3 separate regions of the Sus scrofa genome follow, and regions 1 and 3 are each linked to region 2. A link is a contact called in public Hi-C and HiChIP or PLAC-seq data. All regions are on one chromosome and are shown on one strand. Each heading gives the region's core, a stretch centred on a gene start, on an enhancer-like site or on the middle of the called end of the contact. The rest is flanking DNA. Distances are from core to core; before and after follow the strand shown. Region 1 overlaps PTPRO (receptor-type tyrosine-protein phosphatase O). Region 2 holds the start of STRAP (serine-threonine kinase receptor-associated protein). Region 3 holds the start of MGST1 (microsomal glutathione S-transferase 1).

What was found. A called contact is a pair of places that touch in the nucleus more often than the background predicts. HiChIP or PLAC-seq counts read pairs in DNA pulled down with a chosen protein or histone mark.
Region 1: a contact with region 2 is called in an H3K27ac HiChIP or PLAC-seq map of skeletal muscle, with 5 times the contacts expected there. The contact joins the enhancer-like site here to the promoter of STRAP in region 2. A contact is called at or near these places in 4 of 5 promoter capture datasets (fetal liver, fetal skeletal muscle, liver and 1 more), 26 of 47 Hi-C or Micro-C datasets (adipocytes, adipose tissue, alveolar macrophages and 16 more) and 2 of 2 datasets of contacts at active chromatin or transcription factors (alveolar macrophages and skeletal muscle).
Region 3: a Hi-C map of liver shows a contact between it and region 2, with 5 times the contacts expected there. The contact joins the promoter of MGST1 here to the promoter of STRAP in region 2. A contact is called at or near these places in 2 of 47 Hi-C or Micro-C datasets (heart right ventricle and liver) and 1 of 2 datasets of contacts at active chromatin or transcription factors (alveolar macrophages).

What each region holds. Positions count from the first base shown.
Region 1 is chr5:57,026,208-57,029,371 of Sscrofa11.1, forward strand. PTPRO (receptor-type tyrosine-protein phosphatase O) reads right to left here. Exons shown (of 28, transcript XM_003126453.4): 26 at 2,923-3,058. Among named protein-coding and RNA genes, the nearest start is that of EPS8, 210 kb to the left of the region's middle. Within about 2 kb of position 1,699, at least 21 of the 83 cell types and tissues checked have an H3K27ac peak or open chromatin away from gene starts, as enhancers often do. A contact at or near this core is called in adipose tissue, alveolar macrophages, mesenteric adipose tissue and 2 more, where this site is marked.
Region 2 is chr5:56,734,928-56,738,427 of Sscrofa11.1, forward strand. STRAP (serine-threonine kinase receptor-associated protein) reads right to left here and starts at 1,962. Exons shown (of 10, transcript XM_003355564.4): 1 at 1,528-1,962; 2 at 715-850. The coding sequence starts at 1,639.
Region 3 is chr5:56,281,746-56,285,362 of Sscrofa11.1, forward strand. It overlaps MGST1 (microsomal glutathione S-transferase 1), which reads right to left and starts at 2,011. Exons shown (of 4, transcript NM_214300.1): 1 at 1,981-2,011.

The DNA.
Region 1 (3,164 bases), core at 449-2,948, 290 kb after region 2:
CCTCTGTTGGTTGTAGAGTGGGGGGGTGGGGGTGGTAGAATCAAGGTGACAGGCAGTCAAGAGGACATAGGAAAATTAGAAACCAGCATGGGAGGTCACTCATACACCACACACTATGGTTCCTATATATATACACTGGCTCAGAAATCAGCTGGAGAATCATTCTGGCCTCTTGAAAATCATTAGTGTCAAAGGAGTGCTCTGGGGTCATGAAGCTGAAGAAAATAATTTTTTACTCTGCTTTTTACTCATTACCATCAGTAACCTAGGAGGCAGCAGGACTGGGGCATGAACTGGGCTCAAGGAAGATGTTAGGAACATCCTAACATTCAAAATCCAAGTTGAACCACGAAGAGCAGAGGAGTGAGGAAAAACAGAGGTAAGTCAATGGACAAGATGTTCTAGATAAAACTAATAAAACTGACATAAGTAAATAAACTGGAGAGGATCACTGCAAAAATCCCGAGGGAACTCTAGAGTGAAGCTGGAATGTTTGGGAAAAATCAGTAACCTGTGGTGACCTGTGCATCTTCTGCTGACTTTGAATTTTCCCACGAGAGTTCAGGGAAGGGATAGCATACTTAAAAAAGGCTATTTCCCTGGAGATGTCAACCTAAAATGCTGCCATAAACAAAGAGGTCATCAAAATTTCAGGAAAGAAAGTTAGAGGAGAAAACAACTTTTTCTCAGCTATGCAACAAGGTGCATGGTGGCTGCCCTAGTCTCGTATGATTGCCATACCTGCAGAAGGATCATGGTGCTGGAAATTGGTTGGAGGGTCTGCCATGTGAAGGTAGTTTTTAAAAAGGGATTAAGATTCTGTAGTTGGAAAGTTGAAAGCAAAAAAGGCTATAATCAAAGTCTATAAAGTTATAAAAGGTATAAATTAAGTCAATGGGGGCAGACATTTCATCAAATCCCAAATACTTAAAATAAGGAGTGGCTCTTTGAAGCTTGGGGATTAACATACATAATAAGGAGTGTCACTAGCATAGTAGGATATAGATTTACGGAAGTGAAAGCCAAAAATATGGATGGATTCATAAAGCACCATTTAATCACTAGGTAGTTGGGCTTCTCTGGGAAGCCCAGGACATTTTAAGCTTGTGACAACAAGGTAATGTTCACGTCCCCACAGCAGTAAATTAGAAGGCAGCAGGACTTGGATGCGAGTGGGCTCAAGACACTAATAGATGCCTTGCTTCCGAAACATCCGTGAGCCATCTGAATGTTAAATGAGCTAGTCTTTCCAAAGTGCCACAATCTTGCTGTAGTTCAGAAATAAACACATTGGAATGGCTGTGCCAAGCCTTGGTCATCAGATAGGATGGGGAAACAAGAGAGAAAAGAAAAAAGGGTGGGAAAGGGGAAACCAGAAACACTGAGACAGGAGCCTGGACCTGCAGGCTTTTGAGTTATACTGACATCTAGTGGTGATTTGTAGGAAAGGCGTGGGGAAGATTAAGGCAGTTTTCAATTCCTTGGGAATTTAGTCAAAGGTCAGGACAGGCTGTGTTCTATTCCACGAGTGTTCCTCCCACACACACTCCTTGAGAAAAAGGATTATTGTTCGCTTGAAGCTAAGAAGTTGTGAGTATACGGCTGGGTGACTAAGATTACGAAGAAACTACTGTGCTTATGTTTGCGGCCCACACTGGTACACACCCACTGCTGCTCTGGTGCTTGTGTAATACTGTCTGCAGGCACCGGCCTGGGGCTGCCGCTCCAGCCTGAGTGCATTTTAAGGCTTCAAAGGAAGAGAGCGCTTGGGAGAATAGGAGGAAGAGGAGCCTGTAACACTGATGGATATTTCTGGGAATGCCTCCATGTTGTTGCAATGATGAATCCATTCATTTAGATCAAGGGAACAGACTGTGCTGGTAGATTAGGGGCTGGAAATCCGTAAAATCATAAGGGGGGGGGGACAAATGAAACCATCCATAAACAGAAACAGACTCACGGAACGGACACAGAGAACAGACTTGTGGTTGCCAAGGGGAAGAGGGGAGGGAGTGGGATGATCTGGGAGTTTGGGTTAGTAGATGCAAACTACTCAATTTAGAATGTATAGTCAATGAGATCCTGCTCTACATCACAGAAACTATATTCAATCTCTTGCGATAGACCGTGATGGAAGAGAGTGTGAAAAAAAGAATATATATGAGTTCCCATTGTGACTTAGTGGTAGCGAGCCCGACTAGTATCCATGAGGAGGAGGGTTCAATCCCTGGCCTCGCTCAGTGGGTTAAGGATCCAGCATTGCTGTGAGCTGTGGTGTAGTTCACAGATGTGGGTCGGATCCCGAGTTGCTGTGGCTGTGGTGCAGCCCAGCAGCTGAAACTTCGATTCGACCCCTAGCCTGGGAACTTCATATGCTGCAGGTGTGGCCCTAAAAAGCAATACACACACACACACACACACACACACACACACACAACTGGGTCTGCTGTACAGCAGAAAAACAAAAAAAAATCACAAGGGGGACAGAAAGCATAAGTTCAATCCATATTATCATCAAAAGTGAACTTGGATAGAGCATCACATGAAGGACAAACTAATGACAAACTCATTGAATCAAATCTAGTACTTTAAAAAGAATTAAATCACATCAGTTCCAAAGTCTCCAGTTGGTGGCATTAGCTAGATTGGCTGCTACCTTTGCTGAACTCTCAGTCTGTTCAAAGGGCTTTTATTCCATTATAGATACAGCCATGTGCTCTGGACTACTGAAGGGTGCGTGAAGCCAGTAAAAGTGGCTGTTTCTTTTATACCTTGGAACAGTTTGAACATGCACAATAAGAAACCAGGAATGGCGGAAACAAACACAAAATTCAAGACAATAGTTTTGAAACACGAGATTGTATAACAGGAAAATTTTCAGTCAAGGGCAAATTTAAAAATATGCTATGATTGCATCCCTACCTCTGTCTGTACCATAGACATCCGGTATGACCGCATATCTGACACCAGCCCTAGGATGTCGACAAACTCATGGTCCCGGATGTGCTGCAGGAGCCTGTCCAGGGCGATGAAGGTTCCTGTCCTTCCAACTCCAGCACTGCAAAAGAGATCCCCACAGCACATCACTTAGTGCTCCTACACTGTTAGAAAGAAATGGATGATTTAAAAAAAAACAACTTACGGGTAGCATCCTTGAGAAAAAA
Region 2 (3,500 bases), core at 712-3,211:
GTACTTTAAAAGCTTCCCAGGTTACTGTAATGTACACCCAAGGTCATGGGCCACTGACAAAGCAGAAGCAAAGATCTTTAGGTAAAGAAGTGTTATGTTATTTGTCTCCAGGAAGACAACTGGCTGATGAAGAGATGGGAAAGGACCAGTTTAGGAACCTAAACCATTAAGGTAGTGGCAGAGGTACAAGAAACAATGTGGTCAGGAAACATTCTATTGGCAGAATCAACAAATATGATAATCTAGATGGAAGAGAAAAATCAAGAATGATTTAGAAACTTAGAAAATGAAAAATAACTGAGTTTGGGAATCTTAAATATGTCTAACAAAAATGAGAGTGAAACTGGGCTAAAAATGTGGGGCATCAAGCACTAAGAAGTTAAGGAGTATAAGGTATTATTCAGCTAGAACATGTGGAGCAGTATTTGCCAGCATGACCATCAACATTCATTATCTGAAGTGCTTGTTAATAATGCAGATTCCTGGGTCCCAGTCCAGACATACAGAACTAAGTCATTTAAGTCTCTGAACATTTTGAGAAAGCAGCAGATAAAATATGGGCGGAATTTTGGTGACATCAAAACAACATGTGTTCTCTACGTTAGGCAGTGCATGAGAACTTTATGAATAACTTTTACTGAACTTTTATTATTGATCATTTCAGAACACAATTCACAGAGAACTGTAAAGGTGGCCATTTCTGGCTACACTTACGCTGTGAAATCTGCAGCTGCTGTAGCTGCTTTGGTGGCATCCTTATTCAATGTTGCACCCCAAACAGCACCCTTATGACCCAAAAACGTTCCAATCCAGTCTCCTGTATCTCCCTGGCGTAGCATAGGTTTGCCATCTAAAAAATATGTAAGAAAACATGTGATGTAGAAGCTCAAATTACTTAAAATCTAGGATCCGAACTTAAAACAAACAGTGATGAATAACAAACTTGAAAACTGCTTTTGTTGTCTAACTGTTCACTCACTGGGGTCACTAAGGCACATCCAGAAATAAATTAACTGAAGAACTGGGCCATTCTCTCTGGGAAGGACTTGAAATGCGGCAGAAAGACTATTCATCTGCAACAAAACAATCTAGACGTGAACCTTATTTTGGACAAACTTAATAGTCTCAGCTTCCACTTGAAAATTGGAAATGAAAAATTCCATACCACAGAAGAATATCCAATGAAATAGTAGAAGTGGAAAGTCTTTGTAAAATAAAGTGTTACTTAGCCTGGCCTAGTTTCTGCATTCCCCAAATCCTTTAAAGATATTTACGGTGTTGGCCGGGGCGTCTGGGCAAGTGCACAGTAAAGCTTATCCAGAAATAGCAAAAAAGGTAAAATGAGAAGCCTTGGTTGGGGGCATAACTTACCAAAGCTTCTCCTGGCATCAGCTGCGCAATCCTTAACACTACTCGCCCTACCAGCCCACTAATCTCAAAAGCCGCAATCCATTCGGCAATGGGAAGTGCCGGCCCCACTCCCTTTCCGCCCAGTCCCAACCATCTGAGCCCAGCGGCCCTGCTCACCTTTGCAAGCACTGATTAAGAAATAGCCATAAGGCGTGATGCCACTGAAGGCCAAATCCACCACAGGCCGCGTGTGGCCGGAGCAAGTGAGAGGCGTTTGCCTCATTGCCATGGCGGCGGCGAGCCGAGCGATCCCGCAGGAGAGCTGAGGGTCGTCTCGTCTTTTCTCTTCTCCGCGGCAGCGCCTCTCACTCAAGGCCTACGCCCTGACGCTGGGCCGGGAAACAGAAAAAGGCCAATCTGGTGGCCCCGAAACCAGGAAAGGGTTAGGGGTGGGTCAGGGAGTGTGCGACTGGCGGTCGACCGCCGCCGAGGGAGGGAAAGGGAGGGAGGGAGGAGAGTAGGGGAGGGGGAGAACAGGAAAACCGGCAGCCACGATCCCCACCGTCCACACCGGTACTCGCAGGAAGTGACGACACTAACCCTCCGCCGGAAGTGACGAACAGGAGGGAAGGCGGGTTCGCTGGGTAGAAGAGGCGTACTGGAGCGAGAGCGACCGCAATGCGCAGGCGCGAGATCAGCTCAGGTTGAGCACGTGATGCTGGCTCCACGCTGGCTACGCAGGGCTCTTGGCCGCGTTCCAGGCACTGGGTGAAAATCCTAGCGCTGAGCTCTAAGCAGCTTGGGGTGCTTTTCTGTTTTTGAGCCGTTTGGAGTCGAGTTGGGGGCGTGCGGAAGCGGGTCCTGCTTCAGTCATACCCCGAATCTGACCGCATCTGTGGTTTACGCACTGAGCCGTCCAGTGGTTTGGACTGTGCTATCTAGACGTCTACACTGAACAACCAGAATTGTTTCCAGCGGTGGCCCAAACCAGCAAACACCGTCTAAGAATTTTTTTTCCAATCTTTGTTAGCAGTTGTATAGTCAGCTCCTCTGGGATTGTCTACAAGTAAGGCCCTTAAGAAAAGTCTTTCTCCCAGTCACCCCTTGTGCTGTGTAACCTTGCATTGTTAGTGTTTCAGACGTGAGGGTTATGCGACTCTAAAAACAGTTAAATTAGTTTATCTTTTGAGGACGTTGGGAGACCCATGAGCAATGGTCCTCAAATTTTTTGATGAATACCCACATCAATAAAACTTGCGTCCGTCCCCCAAATATGCGATAGTGAATAATTTGTGAGTTATTTGCATATTAGTGCATAGAGAAGAATAGAAATATTAGAAGAACCTTAAACTTCAGTGTAAATAGAAATACTGGTGTTGTCTTCCTGCAGGCTCTCCTCTTTGGATATCACTCCGTGGTGTAGCAGAACTGTTGATGGATTGATTGCTCATGCAAAAACTGACCTGAGCAAGAAGGGTCCTTTTTCTGGGCAAGTTATTTCTTTCCTTTAATGCTTGTTAGGATGTCAACAGAAAATACCAGAGATTTTTTTTGTGGTCTCTTTCACTACTTTATCCCAGGCCATAATGTCTTGGCACATACCAATACATATCTAATCAGCACAAATGTCTGCAAATGTTTCCCTCTCCCTCATCTTTTTGTAGTAAACATGTATCTTCGTTCAAGTCTAATTACTTGAATGGAGACTTGAAGTGCTTCCCCATTCTATTTCATTAGCATTTTGTTCATTAATTTATAGTACAGCACTTACTATATATGTTTTCCACTATCTTTTTTGTTTTCTCTGTGCCAACCTCACCCCAAGTTCCTACACACATGCACACACACACTCTGTTGACATTTAAATTGTGAGCTCCTTAGTGGCAATTGTGTGGCACTGTTGTCTTTCTACTCTGGTATCAGAAGAGTGAATGGCATTTAGTGAATGCTGGACAAGTGATTATTAAGTAAAGTAAAGCGTTAATGATGGAGGCATCTAAATAAAAGATAAAACTCGTTAGAACAACTAGTCAGTAAGATGTTAATACATGGCCATTTGTTGCTTATTGTGCGTAGGTAACTGAAAACTTTTGTCTCTAAAGTACGTATAATTCTTTTTTGTTGTTGTTGTTGTTGTTGTTGTTGTTGTT
Region 3 (3,617 bases), core at 761-3,260, 450 kb before region 2:
TGGGCATTGCCATGAGCTACAGTGTGGGCTGCAAACACCGCTCGGATCTGGCATTGCTATGTGAATAACCCCAATTCAACCCCTAGCCTGGGAACTTCCATATGTTTTGGGTGCAGGCCTAAAAATACAAAAAAACAGCAATCGAAACAAAACAAACAACACATATAAGGAAACTGAGGCCCAGAGAAATAAAAAGAGTAATTTGACCCAACTTCACAGTGGAGGCAGACTGGAACCCAGTTTTCTCAAGTGTTTTACTTGTGGGCTATCTACCATCAAGGCTAAGAGTTCTAGATTGACCTGGCCTTCTAGGAGCCTCTTTCTTCTAAATCCCTTTCCTGTCTTGTCACCTCATCCTCTGGAATCCCACCCCATCCCTATAGTATCCTTCACCATTGAGTAATAGATTCTATTAATTAAGAAATATTCCTCTTCTCTTTACAGGCTCTTGGCCAAAGAGAGCAAAGTTCCCTTGTCTGTAGTGGCCTTTCCACATCAACACTGCAAAACACAGAAAATGTGAGCACGCACTCTCACGGTCATGACTCTGCAATTTTCTTCCCTCTTAAAGCAAAAGAACACTACCCACGAGATAAAGAAGAAAAAATAAGTCAGTGGTCTTGTTGCTGTGTGTGAGCTCTAGAATTTACTGAACAGATGGAGGTGACTGCAGACATGGCTTCAGAGCCCAGGTGCTGGGAGGAAAATGCTGCTTGGTCTGGGGAGAGATGGGGTGAGGCTGTGCTCAGGTGACGGTGCTGACCTCCATTTCTAGTCTCAGCAACTGAGAAACAGCACTCAGAAACAAACAGAAAAACTGTACTTGTCTGCCACAGAGAGTAAGACTCAAATTTGGACTGATTTGCCATTTCTAAAGATGACCAGAGATGGTCAGCACACAGAGGCCTCTTATTTTGGAAACAGCAGAAAAAATCAGAAAAACTCAACACCCAGGGAATGCAAAGGGTGGGTCTAGTTTGGTATTCACAGCAGACTAGGGCTCTGAGAACACCAGGCTAGACTGGCTGAAAGGCTGTTAGCTAGGGGGCCTGGAGAAGTTTCCAGAGCCGTTCAACATGTTTGATTTCAGCCCACTTGGCACTTTCTTGGAGAGAAAACAGGCAGAAGGAAAAAGAGGAGGGGAAAAAAGTGGTGCCCAGATTACCAAGAGGCCTTGGGACAATTTCAAAGGATGCAGGGAGATGGAGGATCTGCATGTACCCTTGTTCCCACCATCCCAGTCCAGCAATAGCAGTAATAACTGAGGCCTTAATTCTCAAGGGAGGTTTCTTTCTCCTTTACTCCTTCCACATGGCTCTCCCCCTCCACACTGCGGGGTGGGGACTAAGAACCCTCCCGGGGAGTTTTATCCTTTGCTTTCCAGTCAGCTGACTCTAACAATGTCTAATTCATCTAACAGGGTCTAATTCATGTCCTCCTGCACTATTATTATTATTACTAATTTAACTTCCCGATGTTTCTCTTGCCTGTGGTTTTGAACCAAGAAGAGCAAGTCCTATTCTTCAGGAGGTACAAAAGCCAGCCTGCCCTGGAACTTAGAGCTGAGGCAGGATTTTATACCCTGAGGATAAACACAAGTTGCTTAAACTGCAGCCACTTCCTCTATCACTGTTACTAGCACTTACTATTTATTCCCCCAATGCTTGGGGGGTTGGGGGCAGGCTTTCAAACCGGATGCTACCTCGGTTTGAGAAAAAAAAAAGTGAGTAAAATCATCACTTAAACATGAAAAGACTCGTTCTCTCAAGTTTTATTCCTGGAGTTTGACGACTTACCTACAAGGGGACAGGAATGAGAAACTCCCTTTTAAAAAGTGATGGACCGAAAAGCAAACGCTTAGCAACAAAGAAGTAGCAGGTCCGCAGAGGCCCTCAAGCCTACACCTGCCACCCAGGTCCCCTTCCCGCCGCCGCCACCCTTCCCTTACCCTCTGCTTACACACCCCTCCCGCGCACGTACTGTGGATCTGAGCAGGAGGAAGACCGCAAAGCTGTCCCAGAGACGAGTAGCAAGGGCGTTGGGTGACTTTCACCCCTCGGGCTTGGGGGCGGGACGCCAGCGCCACGCCCCCTCTGGTTATTTTCCTATGAATTTGCTCTCCGGTGCAGAAAGCAAGACTCCCACCCTCGCCAAGCCCCTCCCATGAGTCGCCTGATTCTTGTGGGAGTAACTACTGCCCATCTGTTTCCTTGTTTGAGCCCTTCTTTTTAGCTGGCGGAAGCGTAGGTCAATGAGAGGACAATTCCTCGCGTTAGCAGCTCCAGGACGGTAGCGATTGTATAGGAACATTTCGAGGGGAAAAGCAGGTCAACTTTTATTTAGCGGGAAACAAAGGTTTAGAGCATATTTAAATCTCAGGGAGGGGGCAGAAGCAGGGTGGGGAAAGGGGAGCCTGATTAGAAATCATTGCTAAAATTACCATGTTTTGAACTTCACTTTCCCTGCCAGGGGACAAGTCTTCCCAGAAAGGCTGGCACTGACACAGTATAACGTTTGGTGAACATCACCTACAGTCTTCCAAATCTGTGATCCCAGACAATTTGCTTCCTCATGCTGACCTGTCCTGTTCAGGGTACAAAATGGAACTGGAAGAGATTAAACTGGGTCAGTTCATTATACAATCGGTTTAGTATAGTTTTTGTTTTGTTTTGTTTGTTTGTTTGTTTTTTGCAGGGATATTTAGGGGAGTGTCTTAGAAAGGCATAGTCATTCTAACACCAGTATCTAGGTTAGGGGTATTTCCAAGCTTCTTAGTGAAACCTGACATGGCCCTGTAGGGCTCCTGGGAGCAAGAGCCTTTCTGTGTCCCCCATTTCTTGTTCCTAGGAAATGAGCCTCACTCAGCCATCATGACCTTCCCTGAGTTTCTAGGGACAGGTTCAGACAGTTGCTGATTAGGGAATGGAGGTACAGTCAAGCAGCAATAGTACATCCTTGGGGCAGGATCCTGGTTCCCTCTCAAGGAGTACACATAATAATACAGGCATCTTATACATGTAAGAGAAAAATTATATTCCTTATGCTTCTTTTAGGAATGAATACTTTAAAATTAAACAGCTTAGAGTTTTTCCTTGTCCTTCTCCCTGACTTAATTGCACCTGAAACACAATCACCCATAAGCTAAAGATTAGGCACCCTGAGCATAATTGCCTGTGGGTTAAAGATTATTAGGACATGAGGTTTTTCAGGAACTTTCCTAGTTTGTTCTCATCTCTGATCAATATGCTCTTTGCACAAGCACAGTCATTCTAAGCAATAACCCAGGAGACCACTATCATGAACAGCTCCTGACTTCAGCTTTGATGACTAAGATCCCCCCAAAGAAAGAAGACTGCATGTTTGTCCCAATCCTGATTCCTATCTGAAAACCTGTTTTTCTCCCTTTACTATAAAACTCCTTGCAATTCTTTCTAAGGAGGGAGGGCGCACAGTCTTAAAGGCACTAGCCTGCTGTGACGCTCCTTTACCTGGCAAAGCAATAAAGATATTTTTTCCTCCTTTACGCAAAACTCTGTCTCTGCGTTTCAATTCAGCACCTGCAGACAGAGGCCGAATTCTGGCAACACTAGTCCCCTCAGTAGTATTTATGAATCTAG